Regions from separate parts of the Drosophila melanogaster genome. Here regions 1 and 2 are each linked to region 3. The links are chromatin contacts, called in public Hi-C maps. All regions are on one chromosome and are shown on one strand. Each heading gives the region's core, a stretch centred on a gene start, on an enhancer-like site or on the middle of the called end of the contact. The rest is flanking DNA. Distances are from core to core; before and after follow the strand shown.

Region 1 (4,111 bases), core at 675-3,174, 110 kb before region 3:
GAATACGAATTGCATCCACGACATATCCTAGACAAATTATCTAAGAGAAAGCTCAAACATGAACATTAAGCTACATATAAGAATCAAAAGAATGCCTTAAAAATAACAATCTGTTTCATATCGAATCTCTCCCACAATAAAGCAACTTTGACGTCTTTTTGGCGCTTTAATATACAATTAATTCACATTCACGATAGTTGCTCACATCCTTTCAATCACTTTGTGCAGAAGCAGCCGGCAGTTACGGTGACCGTTTTGAACTGCCAAGGTTGATCCTTGTTCATCCACGAATAGGGGTGATCGGACTGAGAGGTCTGTGCCAGGACCTTTACCTTATATTCCAGTGGCCTGCAATTGGATCCATGCGAGCACTTGGCCAGATCCCGACCAGCGCCCGATTCGCAAACGGCATTCATCAGAAAGCGAGGGAAGTGCAGACCACCCAGATCCACGAGCTCATTCTGGGAATAACAAAATAATTATAAACATCTGACGCGGCTGAATGGTATCCCAACGAACCGTAACTTTGCAGTCGCAGCCTGCGGAATGGACATCATTGCGTTTGGTGGTCACCAGATCCTCATAGAAATCGTTATAGTACATGGGCGGCAGCTGATGGGGCATGACCATCGCCATCTCTGTGGGATGTGGAGTGCTGGGACTGAATCCGAATAGGGCACTGAGCATTTTCGATGTACTGCGATCGGGCTGCTGCTCCTCCGCGCGGTGTTCCAGACTCCTTAGACCCACCATCTCGTCCAAACCTTCATCGCTGGCGTACTGACTGGCGATTCCTTTATTTGTCAGGCTAAGCAGCGCCATTGCCATAATGGAAATGGGCAACTTGGAACGGAAGGGTTTTAAAATGAATTCAGTTCGGAGTATATCCTTGTGCGCCCTCCTTTGTAATTTCGTTTCTATATCTTTCGGCTCTCATCCAGATGAAACTTACCCACGGCATCATGCTCGATCTGTGCCTGACCAGCGCTGTACTCCTTCTGCAGCTCTGGCCAAGGAGTCGCCATACTTTTATATCCATTTAGGACAAAAGCCGCCTCTCGGATTACCTTTTGTGCCAGAGATGAGAGCAGCAGCATCCATTACGGTTCGTCACCTGGACAGGATGGAACAATGGACTCCACAGTTGACACCACAACAATGGCAAGCCATGCCAAGCTCAAGTGGCCCGGCTGATGGGGTTGAGTCCCTCGGCTATTTATACTCCTCTGCTGCTTTCAATGCTTCAATGGGGGAAATGGCTTTAAGGCCTCAAGTGCCGGCAGAGGTGGAGAACTTTGGGCGGTGGGAGTAGCCAAAAGAAGCCCACTGACCCAGACATGTGTGCAGAGGCAAAGGGCAATCCGATCTCCTCCCATCGATAACGTTGACCAGGGTGGGTTTCTGGATTTTTGGTTTCCGAAACGGCTCCGAAACTTTTTCCATAGCATACTTTTGAGTGAGGAGCTGTGGGAAATGCAATTCCGATTGTATTTTACTTGTCGGATTTCCCCCAAATGGATGACATTTCCGTTTCATGGTCTTGTTTAAAGAATATTGTTTTTATAATGTGCAAAGGCAGATGAATGGTAAAAATAGTGGTTTATAGTCTTATGTAGAATTCTTAAACATTTTCCAGCTATGCACATCCTCCGAAGGCACCATGAGTTGCCATAAATTATGAGCTCACTATGTCTCCCACTTGGGCCAGTTTGGGTGAGGAGCACCGCCACTGGCATAACAAGCCCGGCTAGAACGACTGTCCAAGAGGCTAGACCGGGTCAGACCTCTTAGGCACATAGTATATACCCCTGTTCGTAGGGAGCCCGCGAGTGTGCGAGTGCCAGTGGACTGTGGTCGACTTCTACGGCTTCTGTCGACGGACAGCACGCACTGTCACTGTTCCCCGTGGAAATCCAAAATCCTCCTCAGTCGAATTCGCGTCGTCGAGGCAAGAACAGTGCCCGTGCCACAAGGTTGGACATGCACAGCTGGACAATCTGACATCGCTTAGCCATCAGCAGCTACATAGGTTCGAGCAAGGGAAGTCGGGACTTGGAATCGGAATCAGAATAAAAAACCAGGAGCGGAGGAGATGCAGATTCCGCTGGTGGGCGACTTATGCTGAGCTCCGCAGCTGCCTGTCTCCAAAGACTTCATCCGTGCTTTCGCCGTTGTTGTTGTGCAGTTTTTCCGCCGTGGAATTTGTCGAAGCGGAAAAGCGAGAAGAAGCAGCGACGCGAAGCCCTCGAAGTGTCGACGAAAATCGTTAAAAAATAGAAAAACACACGGCGACTATGTCACGACGCGCTTGAAGAGCCCCATCCTCGCTGAGGGAGATATTGAGATTGAGCGGGATCCACACCTCAGTGGCCACTACTCGCCACCCACTCCGCCAACGTCAACGTTCACCAACAGGAAGCTCAGGATTCGCATGGACAAAGGCACAATGAAGCGCAAGCAGCGGAGATACAGGTATAGCAGATACATTCGAAATGTACATATATCGCGGTATAAATCCAAAAACTGGACTAGTTTCATAAGTATCTACTAAAGCTATAGGTGCACTAACACTAGTTTTCCTAATGATCCGCAGAACCACATTTAACACACTGCAACTGCAGGAGCTGGAAAGGGCGTTCCAGCGGACACACTATCCGGACGTGTTTTTCCGAGAGGAGCTGGCCGTGAGGATCGATTTGACGGAGGCGAGGGTGCAGGTGTGGTTCCAGAACCGGCGGGCCAAGTGGCGCAAGCAGGAGAAGATCGGTGGGCTTGGCGGAGATTATAAGGAGGGTGCGTTGGATCTCGACGTGTCCTACGACGACAGCGCCGTCCTGGGCCAACTGGATAGTGCGCTGGGTAAGAAAGGATATCTCTGTTACCTATCAACCCATCGCTAGTAATGACCCATATTGATTTCAGGCGGCGGTGGAACTCTATTGCCGGACACCCCACCGCAATCCTCGAACTCCCTTGATAACGAACTTAAGGCCTCCTACGGCACGGGGGCCATGTCGCCCTCTAGGCTGTCACCGAATATATTTCTCAACCTCAACATTGACCACTTGGGACTGGAGCGGGGTGGCAGTGGCCTCTCCATGGAGTGGTCCACATATCCTCCGCAAACGCAAGCGCAGACACACCCGCAGATGGACTCCGACAATCAGCTCCAGCAGCACCCGCCTCAACAGCATGCATCCGATCCGATTCACGCCGGGAGTTCGAGTCATCACCAGCAGCAGCAGCAGCAGCACCAGCAGGAGCAGCACAATCCCCAGCTTCATCCGGGGCTTGAGTTTGCCGCCTCATTGAGTTTGGACATGACCGATGGCTCCTCCGCCTACGACGAGATGAAGTTTCTCAGCGTGGACGTGGACCAGTTCACGATCGACAGCTTCAAGGCGGACTGCATTCTGAGCATGGAGCAGTCCCAGATGCAGGCCTACGGCGGTCACTCCCAGCTGGTCGGATCATCCAATGAACTGTGCCTGGACGGGATTGGCATGTCCTCCTTTGGCATGGAAGAGGGTGAGCCCAAGTCGCCTCCCTCTCTTTTGGTGCTGGACAAGTCGCTGCCCTCTTTGAGCATAGGCGTGGAAGGAATCGCTGATCTCGTGGAGCAACTGCATCATCACCAGCATGAGGGCGGCCCAGTGGGCGGTGGTGTCATCACTGGCGATGTCATGTGAATCCAACTTAGGCGAATTCTCAGTTTCTCAGCGGTAAACTGAAGTGCGAAACCTGCTCTAGTTATATTCTTGTTTTCTAGTCAATGTTAATGTCTAAGTTCAAGACCCAACAAGGTCGCCACACTTGACTACAAATATTTGGATGGTTAACTTACAAAAATTTTAGTACTAAATACTAGTTTATCTGAAGTTGTATTACTTTAGTCCTGGAAATGTGTCTTGATAAATAGCAAAGTGGTTTACATAAAGAGAACCTGTAAGTTTATAACATTTGAAAACAACGAGAATTGTTGAAAAAGAATATTTTTCGTAGTGTACATTTGTGAATTTCGAAACATTCGAATCGAATCGAAACGAAACGGAACGGAACGGGTCCTTGACTACGAGCACGGGTACCTTTTCTGGCCAGGCTCAGCCATAGC
Region 2 (4,650 bases), core at 1,380-3,879, 90 kb after region 3:
CTATTTCTTGAGCTTGTCATCTCAGAGTTTTAATTAGAATCTCATTTCTTTTCACGTTTTCATTCATTTTATGGTGCAGCCTTTTAAAACTAAGCTCTATAAATTGGCAAGAATCACAATTTCTAATAACATTGTTTTTAAATACCTATTAAACGTATTTTATAGATCATTTTGTTCTCATATGAGTGTAAGCGGAAACACAAACACAGGCTGCCAAAATCATTTATCTTTATGGTATTCAATGTCCCTGATATTGAAACCCTTCTTCTTCCAGAGAAATCTCTTTTCATAACAATTTCCCTATTCCAATAAGAGACTCTCGATAGTAACGAAATTGATTCGAACTTAGTATATTCTATAAAACGTGAAATCTGTACAATACTTTCGTACTTGTCACAAACTGAATTCCATTAAAATATATCGCAGCATAAAAATATATTTTGCCCACTAGCGTAGTTTTCAGGGCATCGAATCTTCGAGGACGAAGAAAAGTTTTCGGCTTATTGTTTTCTTCATTTCGCCGCTTGTTGACATCGTCCCTTGGACAAGGAAAATAAGGACCAAGTGCGGAGCTGCGGTAACTGGGTCCAAACAATTGTATTGATTTAGGCCAAGTCCGGCCATCTGACATACAGAGGTGGTCAAAAGTATTTTCACAACGCACAATATTTGCAAACTTCAACTTCTTTTTGTTATATTTCTTCTTGTTGTTGTCCGATTTGCCTGAAATAGTTCTTATCGCTTAGCTTGATCTATGCAGAAGGTAGTCGAAAAGAAATACGAAAGATAACGGTTCATAGTACAAAGCTTAAAGCAAAAGAAAATATGCATGCAAGTTGTCAATAGTATTTTCACATGTTTATTGCGCTTCAAAAGTATTTTCACTCAACTTAATTTAGTAAATTTCAGCTTAACATCTAATTTCAACATAAGAATTTCTTTATTTTATATAAATACAATACTAATATTTTGTAACACCACCTTTGGCATCAATAACTGCTTGAAGTCTTTTTGGTATTGACCTTACCAAAGTTTGTGCAAATTCTAATGTCAATTTGGACCAAATCTCCGCTATTTCAATGATGGCTCCCTCTCGTTTTCTATTTTTATCAATAGTTCGTTGGTTTTTAATAAAAGCCCAAACGTTTTCAATGATATTAAGGTCTGGGCTTTGGGGGGGCCACGGAAGAACCGCCAGATTAAGGTCGTTTAAAAATTTTGTTGGTATCCTACCCTTATGGCATGGAGCATTGTCCTGCTGAAGAATCCATTCAGTAGTTGGAAAAAGTCTATTTCCAGACGTAAAAGCATGGTTGTTTAAGATAAGAAGGTATCCGTTCTGATTTAAAGTTCCTTCTATCGGTACCAAGTCTCCGAATCCATAATAGGAAAGACATCCCCAAAACATGACTGTGCCCCCACCAAATCTATTGGTTGGCTGGGCTGCCAAATGCTTTTGATTATTTTTCAAATGCATAAAATGCTTGCTGTATGACCCCTGGTACTGAAATGCACACTCATCAGTCCATAAAATATTAAACCAAAAGTCAAGAGGCTTCTTAACATATTCCAACGCAAATCGAAGACGTTTTGTTTTGTTGGTTGGTGTGATCTCAATCGTTTTGCGAACAACGTATGTCTTAAAATCAGCTTCTTTTAGCCTGCGACGAATTGTAGAACTACTAACTTGTTTGCCAATTGTATTTTTTGATTCTAAGGCAATTTTTACCGGACTGGCACTAGGATTCTTCGCCACAACTCCAAGTATTTGCCTGCATTGCCTTTGGTCCAGCACAGGTTTTCGGCCTGATCTTTTTTTATTTTTTAATGTGCCAACTGTATCAAACTTTTTTATTAAGTAGTAGACAGTTCTACGCGAAATTTGATATATTTCAGCTATTTTGGCCGCAGGTGTACCGGCTTTAAACCTAGCAACAATACCAGCCCGGGCCTCAACTGTTAACTCTTTTGTTTTGGGCATTTTATTTAATAACTGTAATAGGAAAATGATTAAATCTAATTTTTATTCAATAATTTAAATGTATTTAAGCAAACAAACCGGCACTTGTCACTCTAAACCAATCACTGAAGAAGAAATTGCGTTGTGAAAATAATTGTGATGCGACGAAACCGTGTGCAAATACTTCTGACAACTGATAAAGATCTCTTCATTTGCCTCTTCCTTGCGCATAGGAACAGTTATTTTTTCAATTCTTCTTTCATCTGACTCTGCATAGGTTTGAATTTGCAAAAGCAAAAGTTTTTTTGCATTTCACCTCCCCCCACTTGCTGCACAAGCAACTGTTTGTGACCCATGCACAAAAATGCACTTTGTGAAAATAATTTTGACCATGACTGTATGTTACACATGCCGCAAAGGCGGTCTTGTCTTGCTGGTCCTGGCCAAAATACAATTTGGCCCAGCTAAGAGGCTTCGACGACCTCGGCTTTAATATGGCGAACTGGACGGGGAGCCGTGCAGTCTGTCTGCCCGAGTTTAATCGCATTTAGCTCATTTAGCGGCAAATTGAATTTGCCAACGTCACGGCCCTCAACAAAACCCCTGAATAGGCCACGCCGAAAATGAGAAATTCAATTAAAATCAAATTTTTTCAACATCAGCCGCCCAGAGACGTCTTTAAACGGATTTTCAGTTACAATTTCGACGCTTTAACTCCGCAAAAACACACACAAAATCGAAGCCAGGATAAATAGGCAGGAATAATTGAGCGGCTGCTGGTGCCGTCGGGGCATCATTCCATCATTTCCCAATCCCAGGCCCTACCCATCGCAACCCCAGCCCCGCCCACTCACGCCCCTTCTGGGAAAAAAACACGAGATAATCGCCTCAGTTTCCATTGCGGCCCACAAAATTTTTATGCGTGGCAACATTTTTTGCGCTTGGCTTCAGTTTCGCACAGGCCAGTGCTCGTGATTAGCTTTGGTCATGGATGGACTCGTCATGGTTGTCGGAGAGGGATGTGGGAGCTCCTGGCGGTAGATGGAGCAGAAGAAAAAGGCTTTGGCCCAGTGAGTAGCGCGATAATTAGGACTCAAAATCCTAGTCCCGAAGATGATTTATGACGCCAGCGCTGCTGGAGTTCATTGCTGGCTAATTTATTACGCTCTCGCCGTGAGGGATCAACTGTTTCTTCTTAGCTCCACCGCCCACGTGCTCCTCAAAGTCAATATTTTCTTGATGTGTAACTAAAATATAATTGAGTGGCTACTGAGCTCGGCTCCATGTTGTCTTCAAAACTTACCTGAAAGGATTTTAAATTGAGCTTGCCAAAAAATTACTTTGCTTGAATTATTACCAATATTTATAATTTAAACTTGTAAATATGCAAACAGATCAAGACGCTGAGCGCAAATAGTAAATAAATGGAAACTAAAGTAGTAAATCAAAAACAGAACTAGAAATGAAAATCTAGAAGCTAAAGCAGCTGCTTCTAATGCAAAGACGATAAATGAATGAGTCAATGCTAAACATTTGTACTTTTTCAAGAACAAATTGTGCTTCGGTTTTTTCCATTTACCTCATACGTTTCTTTGATATGATTTCTGTGACGTAACCGGGCAGCAGCTGTTTTTGAGGGGACTTCTGTGGGAAAATATGAAGTCTTAGAGAATATAAAAAGGCTTAGGCTTTTGGAAAAAGCATCACAACCTGAATTTCCACTAAGCAAAGCCGAACTGCCAGAGAGAAAATGCGTTCCTTCATTCTGATTGCCCTCTTCGCCCTGATTGCCCTGGCTGCTGCTCAAGGCGGACCACAAGGTGGACAGCAGGGTGGGCAAGGAGGATCTCAAAATGGTCAGCAAGGAGGCCAGCAGGGAGGCTCCCAGGAAGGATCCCAGGAAGGATCCCAGGAAGGACAACAGGGAGGTCAGCAGGGAGGTCAGCAGCAGGGTGGTCCTGGCGGTCCATGGGGTCTGCCTCCGAATGGAACTGAACTCTCCAACAGTACCACAACTTCGACCACTGAGGCTACCAGCACTGAATCCAGCAGCACAGAGGTTTCCTCTTCGTAACTTATAGATTGATCCTAATGAAAGCGAACAGGCTTGCTCAGTTCCTTACCATTCCCTTTATCAATACAAGTTCTTGAAATAAATTGATATCAGTACTCTAATGTGTTGTAGCTAAATTCGGTTAAAATCCGCTTTTAAGCGTCATGGAGTCATTAAAGCTAATGCCTGCAAATCGTTTAATTAAGCCTGTGCTCATATGACAAAAAATGCTGGGAATTATTCTGAAGCAGCAATTGACGCCAAAAAGTGTGCAACACTTTTGTGCTGCTGCTAAAAACCACTTTCGAGCAAATCCCAGGAATGCAACCTCCTTTCCCCGAGCATCCCGCAAAATTGCCACTAAAAGAGTTCCCCCCTCCCCGCACCGAAATCAGCGACAAACAGCAGTTGCAAACGGCAGTGGGAAAAGTGTAGGGGAAAACGCATATGCGGTGGCTCATGAAATGCAGTACAAAGTCGTCTTCCTCATCCACTCGCTGCTCAGCGAAGCGGCCACTTTTAGTGCACTGGAGTGTTTGGTCGCAGAGGGGGTGGCTTTTTAGGGGGCGGAACTGGCTGGGCGGTGGTCGGTGGGTGGAAGGCCATCAGTCGTGGACCGGCGAAGTGATCAATTGAT
Region 3 (4,515 bases), core at 283-2,782:
TATTAGTTTTTTACCGCTGACGACAAAAAACGGACAGCGGCCGCAAAGAAGATGGAGAGCCGGGGGAATCGGGACCGCCGAAGCGGCCAACAAAAGAAATAAAGAGCCAAAGACGATAATTAAAACTCTAATTGTATGCGCTACCGCCGACTCGTAAGTCGTAAACTTTGGGAGAAAAAAGCAAAGGAGCTCTGAGGAATCCAAGGAAGAGCGGGACCTTGGACCAAGTGGCATGCTGTGAACGGGCAAACATTGTCAGTTTGTCAGGTGGTCAGATCCTAAAGATGCAGATGCTACAAAGTAGTTAACTCGCCACGTAGTGGACGTAACCTTAATTTCAAAAGCGGCGTTCCTTTGGGAGCCCAAAATGGACAGCCGAAATATAAAACAGTTAACGTATTTCATCTTGATAGAAAACTTAAATATTATTTCTTTTTATATCTTAAAGCACTCAAAAAAGTAAAGTATCTGGAAATGTTTTACTAATGTTGTTGTTTAGGGATTCTCCTTTAATAATAATAATTGGGCGAAAAACCTGTGAATCATTCCAATGGAATGTTACTAAAAACAAAATCTAAAGCTCTCTCCCTCGATCCATCTATGTGTGTTGGGCAAACCGCAGAATGTCTGTTATCTGAGTCTGAATCTGTCGACACCCAATCCGAAGTAGAAAATGCTCACTGGCCGCTTTGATCTTCTGCAGCCGAGCGCAAAATCAATTCGTCTATTCCCTTCTAAGGGCACAAACCAATGGAAACCCAGATATATAGAGATGTGGGTAGGGAGGGGGCTTCTCTGTAGCCACTTGTCTCGTTTTGCTTTACATGCAAGCTCACAATGTGAGTTTCGCGGTTAGCTCTGCGATCCGAGCACTTTTGGTTTCGTAGCTCTAGGTTAGGTTATCTTTTTAGATTCGCCGCAGTCGTCTGGCGTTATTTCCGAAACCCAGCGAGAAACCCGATGCTGTCTGGGACCAGACAAGTGAAACAGAGATTCTACCTTCGAGTCGCACTGTGAAGTTCCAATTGATGGACACAATCGCAGACGGCGACTGAAATTCCCCTGGCTCTAATTACGAGCTGAAATTGTCTCGTTTCGCATCATAATTTGATTGTAATTTTTGGCCAGACATTTGTACCCACACAATCGGAATCGGATGGCCGGCACAATAGCCCCTCATTATAAGAGGTAGAATTTCTCTACATTGTGGGGATAAAATAATAATTATATCGAAGCCTTTACTTGGCTCATTCTTCAAGACCCTTTTCTTTTTTGGCTCTCCATTCTGGGGGTAATTTAAGTTTTAATGCCCTGCGATCCCCAGCATTTGTTTACAGCATGATTATTGCGTTGATGAAGCTAATTATATAGTGCAAAGAGGAGACGCAAGAGTGGGGAAGGAGTTCCCTCAAGTGGAGATGAAATGTGGCTGTCAGGCGATTTGAAATACGAGGCAGACGATTGCATAACCTCGCAGCGGGAGAACGGTATCGCCATCCTGATCTCACAGATACGTACATACGTACACATGTGTATATGCTGTCCAGTTTAATTTTCATATGCATCGATTGAGGCGGGCGATAAAGAACGCAGGCCACAACTCTATCGATAGCAATCGATGTCACATTTAATTCATTGTTATGGCCATCATAAATCTACGCGAGAGGGGCGTGGGTTTCCAGGGGGATCTCTGGTTGCTGTTATTAAGGCCAGCATTAATAAAAATGTCAACGCGGCCATAAAGCGGGAACTCGCCATTAGGGCACCACCTCTATCTCCCCCTCTTTGGCTCGAATTCCACCTTCCTGTATCGGGTGGATCTCCTGAAGCCCCCCGTTTCACCCGCTCCTCGATCGTTTTCATTAGTAGAATTTAAGATGCACATAAAAGCTCACGCACAGATGCGTTCCGAGCGGTTGACTAGTTGGCCAAGAAGTGAGCTGTGCAACCAGCTGTGCATGAGCCGGTGACTAGATATGATGCACCGGAAATATTTTGGGACAATATCAAATCATTTTTGAGTAAATCATAAACTACGCACTTAACTATTGCGGAGATCTGAAGAGGTTGAGTTCTACATTACACTTAAACATTATTATTATCTATAATATCAATCATTAGTTCCCTGCTTTTTTTTTTCTCTGTGGACTAATCTATAAGGTTGCTGCTCTCGATAGAGTCCGAAAATGTTTTAATCTCCCGCGACTTGATGCCACCTCATAAAGGCACATATAGGCACTGAAAACGGATTAGCTTATAGATGCATCCTAAATGGGCATAAAGGTGGTAAGGTGGTGAGGTGACCCCAGCTGCACCACTTTTGAGTGACGTACAACAGCGAGTGAACATGGCACTAATATGGCTGCTTCTCCGAGGGAGTTCGCTGCCAAGGGGCGTGGTCCGATCTGATTTTGTTTCTGTGGCGGCTGTTGCTTCTCATTGAAGCTCTGATGTTCTTGTGTTTCGTGTCGGCATCGTTAGCTCACATCATTTGTTTGACATGTTGCTTTGTGTGTTGACAAACGTCTTGACAGGCGACAGGCAGCCACAGAACAACATGTAACCAACAAAACAAGCAACAAAGGCAACAAGCTGAATCCAAAACAAAGGGGAGGATGAATACAGAGAATTACAGTCACCCAATACTTACGCCTAGTTAAGCAATTCGTATGGATTCATCGCACAGCGTGTATGGACTTACCTGAAATAAAAGATGGCATAAATCAGATCACTACGTAATAATGCAATAAGTAAGTATCTGCAGTAAGTATAGGTATAAGGATTTGTCAGAGGACACATGTGACTACCAAACTCTGACTTCAAATACAGTAACATCCCAAAATTGAACGTCTTGAGTATCCCCGAGATCGAGGTGATTTTATGGCGACACTTACACCCCGCTTGATACCGATCATAGTCTGTCCGTAATCACGGAAATGCCACATGCCCCAATGCTCTGCGTTTGATCTCGGGCAACATTCGACATTCGTTCGGCTGGGTTCTTTTGCTCTTCTGTGGCAACAATGTTGCCAAGGCGTGCGCGCAACAAATCAAACGCTGACCATGCAACGCCATCAACAGCAACAACACCAACACCATGCACCAGGCACCACAATGTACAACATTTATGATCAGCGCCAGCTGAACTCACCTCTTCCCAGCTCGGCCCCCCTTTCTCTTTTTCGGCCCCACCTGGGCAGGTATTTCCTTTGGCTGGTAGGCAACGGTAAGCAACACATGCGAACCGCACCAAAGAACAGCTGAAGGAGGCGAAAGTGGCGGAGGGGCAGAGCTGCAAGCAAATGCGAGAAATGCAACAAAATTAACATCATCAGACAGAAATAATCTATAATGAACATAAATCTCCTTTCAGCGTGGTGAGCCGAAAGGCGAGAAGACAGGGGAGGGTAACAACAGTAACATCATGCTGACTCCTTAGAGGAAGTACAAATTTACGTTTGGTGTTGAAATGAAATGCTAGATTCAAGAACTGCAAGGGCACTGAGCGAAAAACAAACAAATGGCAAATAATAAACTAATGACAGGAAGTGGCTTTTCTCTAAAACAGTGGCAAAGTAACTAGCAATTTTCATTAAATTAAGCGACGCGAGAAGATAATTTGCAATGTTCTATTACTTTATTTAACAATAAAGAAATTATGGTCACATTCTTACAGCACACTGAGAGAATTTTAAGAGCTGTGTAGAAAAGAGCTTAATTGGTACAACCTATTCCTTAGATCTTAAAGTTGCAATATATTAATATTGAGAAAAGATATTAATATCTGTGAGTAAAGCTGAAGCTGAAGCCAGAGATCTAAACCTATGTTCTTAACTTTTCTCACTGCATTCTTGGATCGATCCCCATCCACGACTTGCTGCTCTGCTCTGTACTTGCCCTCTCACTCTCGATCCTGCCCACTGTGCACGTGTGCTGCAGAATTTTCTTGGCCATCTTATGCTTCTTCTTGGCCATCATCGGCTGCATCGTGTTGTTGCTCGCGCTTGTTCGTTGTCGTGGTTGCCGCCGAAGAAGAAGAAATATTTTAGAAATTTATGCGTTTCTGATAAATAGAGGAAATGTCTGCAAGAAAACGATGGCAGCAGCAGAAGCAGCAGCAGCAGAAAAAGCTCAGACCAACGGACAGAGCAAATTATTAGAAATATGCGAGTTTAATAACCAACTCGAGCGATCTCTTCTGCTCTGCTTTTCTGTCTCCCCATCGCCTCTCTCCCTCTCCCTCTTCCTCTCTCTCCCTCTCTCTCTGTTCAAAATTTATTAAGTTGTCAACTGGCAAAAATGTTGGCAATTTCTGCGTGTCCGCTGCTTTTTAGAAGAAAGAAAGAAGCTAAAGTCCGATTCGCAATGAAGCGCCGCTGGTGGGCCTCGTTTGTGATTACTCCACCCATTCTACTGCCGTTCTTCTCTACGCATTTCAGTCCGTCTCTTTCACACTAAGATCCAACTATTTGGTATTCTCTTCGCGAGTCGCGTTTAATGAACTTTAACAAATGT

The links. A called contact is a pair of places that touch in the nucleus more often than the background predicts.
Region 1: a Hi-C map of the Kc167 cell line shows a contact between it and region 3, with 3 times the contacts expected there. The contact joins the promoter of Pph13 here to the enhancer-like site in region 3. A contact is called at or near these places in 6 of 107 Hi-C or Micro-C datasets (the Clone 8 cell line, the Kc167 cell line and the S2 cell line) and 2 of 6 datasets of contacts at active chromatin or transcription factors (both in the Kc167 cell line).
Region 2: a contact with region 3 is called in a Hi-C map of the Kc167 cell line, with 2.5 times the contacts expected there. The contact joins the promoter of lncRNA:CR44614 here to the enhancer-like site in region 3. A contact is called at or near these places in 8 of 107 Hi-C or Micro-C datasets (the Clone 8 cell line, the Kc167 cell line, the OSC cell line and 3 more) and 1 of 6 datasets of contacts at active chromatin or transcription factors (the Kc167 cell line).

What each region holds. Positions count from the first base shown.
Region 1 is chr2L:575,562-579,672 of dm6, forward strand. It overlaps Pph13 (PvuII-PstI homology 13), which reads left to right and starts at 1,925. Exons shown (of 3, transcript NM_057982.4): 1 at 1,925-2,472; 2 at 2,594-2,859; 3 at 2,923-3,988. The coding sequence starts at 2,432. The coding sequence ends at 3,689. It overlaps Ptth (Prothoracicotropic hormone), which reads right to left and starts at 1,335. Exons shown (of 3, transcript NM_001298621.1): 1 at 953-1,335; 2 at 520-843; 3 at 150-461. The coding sequence starts at 1,039. The coding sequence ends at 216. It overlaps cold (coiled), which reads left to right. Exons shown (of 4, transcript NM_001272909.1): 4 at 1-173.
Region 2 is chr2L:769,885-774,534 of dm6, forward strand. It overlaps lncRNA:CR44614 (long non-coding RNA:CR44614), which reads left to right and starts at 2,630. Exons shown (of 1, transcript NR_124008.1): 1 at 2,630-3,209. CG12506 reads left to right here and starts at 3,663. Exons shown (of 1, transcript NM_134697.2): 1 at 3,663-4,133. The coding sequence starts at 3,711. The coding sequence ends at 4,034.
Region 3 is chr2L:681,234-685,748 of dm6, forward strand. The region is part of intron 2 of ds (dachsous); the gene reads right to left. Among named protein-coding and RNA genes, the nearest start is that of lncRNA:CR44988, 27 kb to the right of the region's middle. Within about 2 kb of position 1,533, at least 20 of the 39 cell types and tissues checked have an H3K27ac peak or open chromatin away from gene starts, as enhancers often do. A contact at or near this core is called in the Kc167 cell line, the OSC cell line, the S2 cell line and 2 more, where this site is marked.